2 separate regions of the Mus musculus genome follow, and region 1 is linked to region 2. Evidence: chromatin contacts called from public Hi-C data. All regions are on one chromosome and are shown on one strand. The core of a region is the stretch at or near the end of the contact, and the rest is flanking DNA. Distances in the headings are between cores, read along the strand shown.

Evidence for each region. A called contact is a pair of places that touch in the nucleus more often than the background predicts.
Region 1: a contact with region 2 is called in a Hi-C map of uterus, with 2.3 times the contacts expected there. The contact joins two enhancer-like sites. A contact is called at or near these places in 1 of 15 datasets of contacts at CTCF or cohesin (the NIH/3T3 cell line), 19 of 484 Hi-C or Micro-C datasets (the G1E-ER4 cell line, the MC3T3-E1 cell line, MC3T3-E1-derived osteoblasts and 10 more), 10 of 115 datasets of contacts at active chromatin or transcription factors (CD8 T cells, the NIH/3T3 cell line, bone marrow-derived dendritic cells and 5 more) and 1 of 9 other capture datasets (embryonic stem cells).

What each region holds. Positions count from the first base shown.
Region 1 is chr6:72,074,082-72,080,484 of GRCm38.p6, reverse strand. It overlaps the pseudogene Gm8952. Among named protein-coding and RNA genes, the nearest start is that of St3gal5, 20 kb to the left of the region's middle. Within about 2 kb of position 3,959, at least 14 of the 459 cell types and tissues checked have an H3K27ac peak or open chromatin away from gene starts, as enhancers often do. A contact at or near this core is called in uterus, where this site is marked.
Region 2 is chr6:71,987,374-71,993,629 of GRCm38.p6, reverse strand. No RefSeq gene overlaps it. Among named protein-coding and RNA genes, the nearest start is that of Gm26628, 27 kb to the right of the region's middle. RefSeq lists an enhancer at 1,569-4,297. Within about 2 kb of position 2,964, at least 180 of the 459 cell types and tissues checked have an H3K27ac peak or open chromatin away from gene starts, as enhancers often do. A contact at or near this core is called in uterus, where this site is marked.

The DNA.
Region 1 (6,403 bases), core at 2,710-5,209, 86 kb before region 2:
GCAAGGGGAGGGGTGAGCTGTAGCTCCTCTTCAGTGTCTATCTCCGTGTCCTTGTAGGTCTTCCTACAATTATCGCATCTCTGGCTGTACAGCACAAAAACAAAAAAGCTTTTTGCTGGCTATAGAGAACAAAGAGCCTCTTTCTGGCTGTATTTTTAAAAATCAGGGAAAACAAGCTTAGGGAACATCCAGGGGCTTTACCTTCCAGGGAGAAACACTCTAAGTCGGGGGCCCCTACTGTCACCAAGTGCTTCTTGGCATCAGCAGTAGTGTCTGGGTTTGGTGTCTACAGATGGGATGGATCCCTAGATGGGGAAGTCTCTGAATGGCCTTTCCTTCAGTCTCTGTTCTACTCCTTGTCCCTGCATTTCCTTTAGACAGGAGCAATTCTGGATTGATATTTTTGAGGTGGATGGGTGGCCCCATTCCTCAACCGGGGGCCATGCCTCTCCACTGGATATGGTCTCTACATGTTCTCTCTCCCCTTTGTTGGGCATTTCAACTAATGTCCTCCCTGTTGGGTCCTGGGAACCTCTTGGGTACCTGGCATATGGAACTTTCTAGTGGCCACCCCCAGTTCCCCTTCCCCTCTGCTACACACCTCCTTTCAAATTCCTGGCCCTCTGTACTTCTCCCCCATCTCCTCCCATATCTGAACCAGTCATTTTTTTAAAGCTAAAAACAAAATAAGAATCAGGTATAAAATTGTAAGCTTTTAAAGTTAGGATAGATGGTAGTCTGCTTTATCTAAATTGACAGATATGATGGACTAGGTGTTAAGTGTATATCATACTTTATAATTTACATAGTTGTAATGGTTATGCTCAATTTATTTCTGAAAGAAAAGAGCCTTCTAATTGGACAGAAGGGAGAAATGTTGTGGGTTGCCCGGTGATGTTTGTATTCTGATGTTAATTCTGCTTCCTCAGGAGGGTCTGCCCCGTTGAGGAGTGGATCATGTACTCATGTGATTTCATGTGACCCTTCTCCCCATTTTAACTGGTCAAACAAAGGCTAGAGTCTGCGATTGGGCAGTGGAAGGGACTGGAGGTTCAAGAGAGTTGGGGAAGAGTAGAGAACAAGAGAGGAGAAGGACTGAGGAAAAAGAGGTGGAAGGAAGATGGAGCAGAACCACAAGGCCTGAGGAAGCCACAAGTAGCAAGGGATCTCATAGCTGGGGAATAGATTAGTGTAGTGGTAGATCTGTCAATCTAGGTTGTAGCTTATAAATATTATAACTGAGTTGTGTGGTTTTGCATGGGTTTATTGGAGTTGGAGATTTACTACAACATATGTGTGTGATGTGTATGCATGTATGTGTGTGTGTGTTTGCATGTGTATGGGCACAGGTGCCTGGCATAGTGTGGTCATTGAGATAGAACTGGTTTCTTAACTGAACCTGGAGCTCTCCAAAACAGACTTGCTGCCCAGCTTGCTCTGGGGGATCTGTGTCTAGCTTCAGAGTGCTGGAATTACAGGCAGGCTGGGCTGCCAAGTCCACCCAGCATTTATGTGGGTGCTAAGGCTCTCATGTGTATATGGCAAGTGGTATATACAGTGGACCATCTCTCCAGCCCCTGCACTGCATATTCACGTTCCTCTTCCAAATGCCCAAGTCATTTGCAGATGTCATTCTCAATCAGGATGCAGTCTGACCCTATCTTAGAGGAAGTCCCCTGCAACAGCATCTCTAGGTTTCTGCTCAGTCTCCCCAGAGAGAGAGAGAGACGGTCTTCTAAGCTCCTGCTTGGAAAGCAAGGATCGGGCTTCCAGCACGTTGCCACCCCCAGCACTGAAAGGGCTAGAAGTTGCTGAGTATAGTAATCAATATTTCTCTTCGATCTCTCTCTGCAACTTAGATTCCATTGTCTTCCGGTCCAAGCCCACACTCGAAGAGTAGAGTTCTGACTTCTGTTGAATTGAGACAAGGCAGTATCCAAGGGAAGGAAATGCACCAGAGAGCACAAGTCCAGCTGGTCCTCCATGGATGGCCCACCAAGTGTTCAAAGTAACCTCTACACACTTAACCTCTCATCTAGACCTCTTCCCAGTCGTCTCCACGTTAACTACCCATCTGTTGCCTGCCACGTTCCAAAGTCCTTGGGGCTCTCTCTTCTATCTCTCTGTGTTTGTGCACGTAGGCATGCATGTGGTAACCAAAGAACAAATTCCAATGTTGATCCTCAGGCACCACCAGTCTCGTTGGTTGGTTTTATTGTTTTGTTTCTTGTTTGGAAGCTGGAGTTTTTGTTGTGTCTTTCACTGGCCTGGAAGTCACCAAGCAGGCTAGCTGGCTGACCAGCAAGCTTCAGGGATCCTTCTGTTTCTCTACCTTGCCAGAGCTGAGACTATGAGTAGGTGGTACCACACCTGTCTTGCACACATGTCTTGCGTGCATTGTGGGGATTAAACTCAGGTCCTCATACTTGAAAGGCGAATACTTTACTGACTGACCATCTGGTCAGCCCCTCTTCTACCTCTGAAGAGCCTGTGGCTTGGGGTTTGGCTTGTGTTCTTTGCTCAGTCATGTGTCTCCTCCTTTGCTTTCTTTCTTGGTTCCAGAATGCTACTGCTATCATTGTCTTCTCTCGTAAGATCTTCCCACAAAGCATCTCTTTAAGACCTTGTACATGGGGGAGTGAGTGGAGGTTTAAAGGCAGGGTTGCCATCCATTTGTGCTGCCTCAGCTTACTCTCATGCCTGTCTTTTGCCCGAGGCCATGCCGAGAGCTTGGTCGGTCTTATGTGGAATGACACGTCAGTGAGTTTTGATGAAAGCTCAGCCTCACCCAAACTGGTTCTTGCAGCAAGAAATATTTAGTGACAGAGATCAGGACAAATGGACAGCCTAAACATTGGGAATCTGGGTAGCCTAGTGTAGGCTCTCTAACTTCTATATCTTAACCACTAGCATCCTAACCATCAGCATCCTGAGATTCATTCCATCAGCATCCTAACCATTAGCATCCTAACCATTAGCATCCTTTTGCTGTTTATATGTGGCATCAATCCTGCCATTTTTGATGCTAAGGATGAGTTGGTTTTAAGCCATTTTTGTTCACCATGGTAATTAGGCTCTGCTATGATCCACTTATGTCTCTCCCTTGGATTCTCATGTGCAGTGTTTGCCTCAACCCCTCATACTCATGGGTCTGAAGAATGGTAAATACGTAGAGGAGGAGGAGGACGAGGAGGAAGGGTATGGTGATTAATCTTCACTATCAATGTGACTGGTTTAGAATGCTGAGGAGACACACCTTTGGGTGTGGGGAACATGAAGGTTAGGAATCAACATTGAGTAAAGCTGGAGAAGAGGGGAAATGAGCTGAGCATGGCCCTCCTGGCTCTCTGCTTCCAGACTGGACCCAACATGATCATCTGTATCAGGCTACCTTGCCTTTCCCACCATGCCAGACTGGACCCTCTCAACATATCAGCTAAGATGAACTCCTCCTTTCTTAATGTTGGTTTTTGTCATAGCAATGAGTAAAGTAGCTGGTATAGTTGAGAAGGTTATGAGGGAGGCCATGGCCTTCCTTGGTGGCCAACTTTTCTCCTCTAATCTCCCACAGAAAGGAGCCCAGCCAAAAGAAAACTCAGCACAAGTGAAGCGAGCTACCCCTTCCTTTCCCTCCTCCCCTGCTGCCTCGTCCTATCCAGAAAAAGGGAGCTGACATCAGCACACATTTCGGAAGGACATCCCACGGAAACAGAGGTCCTTTACTCCATGGCAACGCATTAGAGCATCTTTATAAATACACACTTTACTATGTTACTAGAATGTTGACGGACAGTGCGTTTCACTGTGCCAGTGAAGAACATCTGCTAAAAATAAAGTCTGTGAAGATCGTTTTGCCTCGTACAATTCTGAGAAAGAGTTTCCACTAACAGAGTCCAGCCCCATTCCTTCCAAAAACTGACTCTGGTTGTCCTTTGTGGACCACAAGGATATAACCACATGGGTAGGACCAAAGGCAAAACAACAGAGTTTGTGGGGGTGAGTATTCCTCCTCCCACACTGAATTATGCTGTGGTGAATGTCAGCAAATGAGGTGGAATGTCAGCATCTGAAGACAAACTGATGCTGACATCAGCCCCTCTGTGCCCATAAATACAGGAGTGTTCTGCTACTTGCTATTAATCAGTAGGATGCTGGCCAGGGTCTTGACGACCTTTGTCATTAGAATGGAAGACTGAATGGTCTGTAACTTCTTACTTTTTGCTGTTCTGTGTTAAAATACTCCCAACGAGATCACACTAAGGGAGGAAGGGTTTATTTTGAGTCACATGTTACAGTCTGCATTAGTGGGGGAGTTTGGGCAGCAGCTGGTCACTTTGCAGATCAAAGGAAGCAGAGGGAGGGTAAAGATCAATCTATCCCTTTCACACAGCCCAGGATCTCAGCCTAGAGACTGGTCCCACAGTGGGTCAGTCTTCTTATCTCAATTAACGAGATCAAGATAATCTTCCAAAGGCATTCCCAGGTGCTTATCTCCTAGGTAATTCTAGGTCTCTGGCAAGTTGACAGTTGAGATTGAACAGCATGCATAGGGTCTATGAGTTAGAAAGGCCTGGTGATCAATAGGACTCTACAGTTGGCTGAATGGTGTGCTCTTGCTGGCCTCAAACTCACTATATATTTAAGGTTGCCCTTGAACTTCTGATCTTCCTGCCTTCACCTCCTGAGAGCTGAGATTCCAACCATGCACCATCAGGATTGGTTCATATGGCTGGGGGGGGGTGTATGTGTGTGTGTAGAATCCTGGGTTTTTTCCTGCATGTCAGGCAAGCACTGTATAAACTGACCTACATTCCCAGCCCTGGATTCATTTTTCAACACCCTGTAGTTTTACCTTGCACTTGGCTCCATGAATTTCTCTAGGTAGCCATACTGATCCAGGGATGGGGCAAGCCAGAATGGTAGGAGGACTCTCTGAGGGATCGAGCAGCGAGGGTTGAACAACCACCATAAAGCATTCTAATCTCCAAATGACTGGCAGCAACTAGAATATGCCATCTAGATCTCTGTCCTACGTGTGGGTGGCTTGATGTGAGGGTCCAAGAAAGAGCCCAACATTGACTGAGACAATCCTTTGGAGAAAGGACTCCTGGGCTTGGAGAGCGAGGGTCAGGGGGATGATCTGAGCCGTGTTGGTTGTGATACTTGGATACCTCCGTCTCTGCCTGTGCCCCACTTCATTAGTCTAGATTTTGAAGAGGAGGAAACAGAGACATGCTTTCTCTGTGGCAGGCGTGAAGCACAGCATCCCTTCTATTAGGACCAGAGGGAAAATTGGGTAGGTTCTACACATTCTAACACATACGCCTTCGTTTATAGACAGTCTGACTGTCTTCATTACTCTGAACTATGATTTTACTTCCCATAAGAAATAGTCCAGGCTGGCCCACTGGGTAAAAGCACTTACCCGCATGGTGAAGGAAAGAGCTGACCCTGAAGATTGTCCTCTGACCTCCACATGTGCACTGTGGTATACATGTGCCCTTCCCAAATAAAAAAATGTAATAAAAAAAAGATATAACCCCCTAGACCTGGCATCGTGGGTGCAGTATGTGCATGTTCTGACTGTCCCTTTTTCATCTGCTCCCTATGTCAGAGCTGTCATGAGTGCTTGGCCATGTTACTCCTAGCAGACTCTCAATGCAGCCCCCTAAGCATTCTGAGCAGTGACTAAAATTACAGCATGTCAAGACCATGGATACAGACTGAAGCCAAGGGAACGGCAGTCCTTTTTCTGGCCCAGTCTATGGGATGTTGTATACATAAAAAAAGAATTTGTTTTTCGTCTTAGACTCCTGGGGCATAACTTCTAAACCCTTGGAATTCCCTAAGTGGTAGGGATGTCTATAGTAGTCATGGTGGGCCGTGGGTCACTCCCAAGTTTATACGAACAAGGTGACTGTCGGTGACTGTTGTGTATGGGCTGGATAATGATCTAAATAACCGTATTTTCAGTTTTGCGTGGATGAGTTTATTAACCATAAAGAAAGCCAAAGTAAAAGAACAAATAGAAGAGATAAGAAGAGAGAGAGAGAGAGAGAGAGAGAGAGAGAGAGAGAGAGAGGAGATAGATAATAAATACCAAATTAGATGCTCAAAACATCCAGCAACAAACCAACTAGGGCACTCTCGTTAGACAATCTGGGGTGTGTGGTAGAGTAGCAGTCAGATCAGAATATCCTCTTAGGTGAGGCTTCCTAGCAAAAACACAACAACAGCTCCCCCATCCCCTGCTGACCCACAGCATGACATGCTGTGGTCCCTCAGTCTCCCCAGGTTGCCTCCCCAGGCATGGCACAGGGCCCCCCACTCTATGGCAACAGCAAGACACAGCATGCTCGACTTCATGCTCGGCGCCAAAGCTGATGGTGAGACCATTCTGCAA
Region 2 (6,256 bases), core at 1,715-4,214:
TTTTGTAAGAAGATCTAGACAAAGTGTGTAAAGGTGCTGAATGTAGGCTCTCTCATTCTACCAGGTTTGAAGTTAGTCACTGGAAGACTAGGAGAGAGGGAGAGAGAGAGAGAGAGAGAGAGAGAGAGAGAGAGAGAGAGAGAGAGAGAGAGAGAAAGGGACAGAGAGACAGAGACAGAGAGAACATCCAGGGACTCACTGGATAGACAGGAAAGTCCCGCCATGTCCTCCTAACCCTCCCCTTCACTGTGCCCCTTGACCTGGAGTTCAAAAAGGTTGAGTGACCTACTCATGATCGCAGTTGGGACACCTAACATTTTTGTTGTGGTTGGTTGGCACCACCGACCCCACATCATTGTTTCTGCAAGCGAACAGAGTTCAGCTAAACCCTGGGAGGAACTCTTGATTGATGACCAAGGAGCAGAGCCCAGGTGTCCGGTGCTCTTCCCATCTGGAAGTACAGGGAAAGGAAGGACTTAACCGATTTCTTAGATGTTCTCTGAAGTCCCACATGTTTACTGGGATGGGGAGATCCAGTGGTATATGGGGCTGGCTGCAAAGAGCCGTCAGTACCAGAGCCTGCCCACATCTGCATGGCGCACCATCACAGAGGTGCGCGCGTGTGTGTGTGTGTGTGTGTGTGTGTGTGTGTGACCCCTAGGTGGATAAAAGGTTGATATTGACCTTTAACCTTTCTCTCAACTAAACCTAGAACTCATTAATATACCTAGGCTTCCTAGCCAGCTAGCTCTATGTGTCTGCCTTCAGAGGTGAGCCACCCCTCTCGGTGCACCTACACGAATTTCTGGGAGTCTAGTCAAGATGTTTGAGCAGCAAGCACTTTGCTGAGCCAGCTTCTAGCCCTCAACCCCTCTTTGTCTGCCTTATCGATCCTCCCCTCCTCTCCCCAGTTCATCCTCACAATAGCCTTCCAGCACCAGAGCCTGCCCACATCTGCATGGCGCACCATCACAGAGGTAACCACAGGAGTATCTTTATAACATGCCACATAGCCTTCCCAGTGCTGTTCTGGGCCAGGGTGCCTATTCCTTATCCAGTGACACTCTCCTAGAGGGGTAAATACATGAGGAGGCCTCTCCTCCTGCCCAGCCATTCAGTGAGTTGTCACCTTGGGTCCCAGCCCCCTGCTTGGTAGTCATTCTGAAGTTCTGTGCACTTTCCAGCCCCAGAGCCTGGCAGCTCCCATTGCTATGCCTCAACTGCCCTGGACCCTGCCTGGAAGCCCTCTTTCCACAGGCCACAGCTCTTCAGCATCCTCCCTCAGCCAGGTCACTGCCAGAAAGTTTGGTTGGTAGCTGTCACAGCATTTGTTGCTAGCTACCTGGTTAAGAGTTAACCAGGTTAAGTAACTACCATGCTGCTCTGGTGAAAAGTACGTTGCATATTCCTGAGGTTTTGTAACTTACAAATAGTCTCCCACTTCTCTAAACTTGGCACCAACACCTGCAGTTCCTGTGGCTGAGTCAGCGGAGGGAGAGCTGATTTATTGGCTCAGGTTTGGAGAAGGTACAGAAAAAGGGCATTTCTCAGCTTTCTATCCCCTCCAGGACAGGAAGATCAGAGGGCTGGATGCTTCAGCCCTAGCCTCAAGAATCCCTCCTGGGAACATGCCCCCCCCCACAACACACACACACACACACACACACACACACACACACACACACACACACACACACAGAGCTTCACCCTTGTCTGCAGAGGAGGAAGGATAGTGGGGAGGCTCCCATTCGATGCCTGCCACCCCACAGCATGGTACCAGGGAATTTTGCCAGGGGCCAGAGAGCAAGGCTCCCTCCTACCCACTGTCTTTCTATCGCAGGGGAGAGGCTGGACCCAAAGCCACCCACACAATGTGACCATTGACATTTGTGGGTGCCATGGAAACATCTCTTGGGAGCTGAGTCCTCCCTCAGTAAACTCATTGTCCCCTGAGCCAGCCTTTCTCCAAGAGCTCCCCCTTCTTAGCCCTTTCCCAACCCAGGGCTCCTCTTGTTGACTCAGGTAGGGGAGCCAGACCCAGGTTTGCTGGTGACAGGCTCCACTGCCCTGGGTCTTGTCATCCTGGGCTCCTGTCCATTCCTCATTACGGCGAAAGTGGCCCAGAAGCAGAGCTCTGCACACAGATGGCCTTTTGGTTGCTCTGAGTCCTGACAGAGGAAGCACACAAGGACAGACAACCTTGCCTGCCTGTTTGTTTTGGAAAGCGAGAAGGCAGAAACTGTTCCTGTGGGGCAGCCTCCTGCTGAGTGGCTACCCTCAGTGCCAGCCAGCCTCTGGACTAAATCGATCTGGGCCACCTCACCTAGTCCCTGTTCTCTTTCTCCCTACAGCGCTCCGCCCATGCATTTCTCTTCTAAGTTCTGGAAACTTCTTCAGAAGTCACTCTCCTGCCTGGCTCCCTCAGCCCCCACCCCTACATTTGCTTGAGCCAAGGTCTCCCTGTAGAAATCCAGATACAAAATAAAGCCAGAGACTGTCAGGGTCACAGGAGGCCCCAGCCAGGATAGCCTTGTGTGTTCTCTCTTCCCTCTCTCCCCAAAGATAAAGATGTTGTTATAGAGAAAAAAGGCTCTGTAGAAACAAGGGGCATGGGGACTGCCTAAGATCCAGGCAGGGCCCAGACCAGGGCCTGCTCTCTCTCTCTGGCACTGTCATTTCTCTAAGCCACTCAGTGATTAGAGACAGGAGTTCAACAGATCCCTTGAAGCAACAAACCAGCAGGGACTGGAGCTCCCCCCAACCCCACCCCAGATTTGGGTTTCAACAGCTAGAAAGAAGAGCTTGTGACTACAGCTCTATCTTTCAGCAGCAGCCATGTGCCCATGTCCCAAACCACTCCCTTCGCAGACACCACTGTGGACCCTGATACCACAGAAGCAGTGATTCGGGCCAAGGATCTTGATGCAGTGCCGGCATGGGAAGGAAGGGACTTGCTGATGGACAACCAATGGGAAGGAAGGGACTTGCTGATGGACAACCAAGGTTAGATTGGCGCTCTGTGAGCTCAAACCCTAGCTGGGTGACGGGGCCAAGTTACATAATCACCCTTTGCCTTGACTGCAGCCACAGTAGAAAGTAATAAACCTTCCTGCCTTCGTAGGATGCTGGAAGGGTCTGACAAACAGGGAATAGAGAGATCAGCACAACGCCAGGCTCATGAGAATACACAGGATAAACACACCATGTTGTTACTGCCAGCACTACCCTTAGAGCCAGGTACATGGGTAACGGGGTCTCAGGCTAAGAATGGCCAACAGATGGCTCCTACAGTGACCAGGATTCCATCCCACAGTAGGAGTTCCTGGCCTGAGGGAAGAGAGTGCAATCTGCCAGGCCTAGGCAGCTGAGTGCCCCACAGCAAGGCGTTCTCGGAGCATTCCTGCTGGGCTTTGACATGGGGTGGCCAGTTGGTTCCTGGAATGTCCAAGAAAAACAAACTGGGTATTCTGAGTGAAATTGCAGCCTGGCGGCAGGCTGGGTCTGCTTTAAATTAAACACAGCATTTCTCGGATTCTTTTCATCTTCTTGCCACTGTGGGGTTCCAGAGACATTACCTCACCTCACTTTCCTGCTCTGAGGAGAGAAAACTGACAGGGTGTGAGGCTGGGGTCTTGGGAGGGAAGGCTGGAGAGCCTACTCTGTCTTAGGGCTGAGGTGCACAGAGCCATCCTCCCTCTCCGGGTTCAGCCTCCCATCCGGGCTGGAAGCAGGGGCTGTGCCAGGAGCAGAGAACACGGCCAGTATTTGGTATTTAGCAAAGGATTAGAACATTTTCAAAGTACACATCTCTCCTAGGAGTGCTTGGAAGAAGCTGTCTGTGGTTTTATGAGTCTTTTGACCATGGTGTGATATTTAGACTTGAGGTAGCCATGCACGCCAGCTCCTTGGCTGGCAGAGGGGCCCATTTCCCTGCTGGGCACTGTGGTTTAGGGTGGAGTTCCTTCTGGTTTTTGAAATTACTTTTAGCCAACTTATGGAGTCCCAGAAAATTCAGTGTTGGAGTTCAGCGCTCCTGCTGGGACTTCCCCTCAGGGAATAGACATCTGTGTCTTGCTTAGATCCTGAATCCTTTTGTTTATTCATTTATTTATAGTTTTCTTAAATGTAGAACAACTTGTAAGAGTCAGTTCTTTCTTTCTGTCATGTAGGAACTGGGGATAGAACTTGGGTCCTCAGGTTTGGCTGCAAGTGCCTTGACCTGCTGAGCCGTCTCACTGACCTTTTATTTATATTTTCACTTGTTTATAAAGTGATGTCCCCACTTCATAAGCTAGGAGTGGTAGGAAGTTCACTGTGTAATCAGGCCAGTTTCAAACTCCAGATTCCCCTGCCTTGGTGTCCCAAGTGCTAGGATTATAGGCTAGCACTTTAAAAAGGTGGAAGGGTGTCTCCCAAAGTTTCTTAGGTATACAAAACAGGAACTTCTTGGGCAGTCTTCCAGGAAGCAGGGATTTTTTCCCCCTTTTCTGGGATTTTTATGTGTGTGAGTGTATGTGTGAGCACATGAGTGTGTGAATGTGTGTGTCTGTGTATGAATGTGTGTATGTGTGAATGTGTGTGAGTGTATGTGTGTGTGGGTGTGTATCTGTGTATGAGTGTTTGTGAGTGTGTGTGTATACACCACATGTGTATGCAGGTATCTTTGGAGAACAGAAGAGTGTTGGACCCCCAGGAGCTGGAGTTAAAGGCAGTTGTTGGGTACTGGTAATGGAACTCAGAGCTTCCAGAAACTCAGGAAGCACACTTAACTGCTAAACCATTTCTCCAGCCCCACATAATTACTTTGTTTATAAAAGATGCTCCATTTTCCTGGGAGATTGTGACCATATGTGAAAATATCCTCCCAAATTCTCCTCTTAGGGATATGGTGTCTAAAAGATGGATATCACATGTGGTGTGGACAGAGGACACAGGTATTTTGTTGTTGCTGTTACTGGACTTTGGTTTGGTTTATTTTGGAGACAGGGACTCACTCTGTAGTTCAGGCTGGCCTCAAAGTCATGGCTATCCTTCTGCCTGAGCTCTCCTAGTGCTTACAGTAGATTACAGGCAGGAGCCACCATGCCCAGTTGGAGGATACAATTGAATTTGCCCACCCTGTTCATAGGATTAGCCACCAGAATTCCTGTCTTTCCTTTCTTTCTTTTTCTAGTTTGGCCTTAAGCTAGGCTTGTTCCCCAACTAGCACTTAATTTATATTTACCCTTTTATACTTTCTGTGTCTGCCACATGACTGGCTAGTTACCTCTCCTCAGTTTCATATGTCCAACTTTCTCCGAGTCTGGGTGGTGAATCTTCCCAAGCCTGACTCTTTCCTAGAGTTCGCCTCTCTCTGCTGGGTGTCCTGTCTATTCTCGGTTGCTTTGCTATTGGCCATTCAGATCTCTACTGACAGGTGAATTACACAGTGCACAAGAGCTGATTAGCCCTACAGGTTTTGCTTTTGGCACTGATGTACGTTAGCCTAAGTGTGTTTCTGGACAAGAGTGCTCTGTCAAACTCATTAAGGCTTGGCCTAGGCCCCATATCCAAGCGGACTTCAAATCACTTCTTACATTATCTTCAACTCCAGTCCTACCTCCTAGGCGAGCCATGCCCCTCTGATGCTGAGTGGAGGTGACTCCTTGTGTTGACTCCTTTCCTTCCTCCCCTCCACAGAGGTCAAGGAGGAGGAACTGGTAGAGGACAGTGGAGCATCTGTGCTCTTCATACGGGGTGGCGCTACAGGTCACTGTAGGTCCTCTATGAGCTGTTGTCTGGCCAACCTCATCCCAGAGGAGCAGAGAGGAGACCTGTGCCTCAGGCAGTGCAGCCTCCTGCCAGGCCTCTCCGTTATCTAGCTTTGCTCTCTGGTTTCTTCACATGCAGTCATCTGACACCTCAATTTCCACAGACAAGCCTGGAGTCACAAGTTGTCCCCTGGGATGCCTTGCATCAAAGTTTCAGCCAGAGTCTGAATTCCTAGTGAATGCTGAGCCGATAATAGTGCCCCATTTTCAGATGTAGAGTTCTGACCTGCTTTGTTTGTTTGTTTCATTGGTTGGTTTTTGCCTGTGTAGAAAGCTCAAGAAATCTACTGCTTTTCAGGGTAACATCAATCATCAGTTGCTTTCGACCATTTTTGGTCACACACACAGAGTCATACACAAATTTTTATGTCAACTCCATCTAAGCTAAAGTTGTCTGCCAGGAGAAAGCTCAATTGAGAAAATGCCTACATAAGACTGGGCTGTAG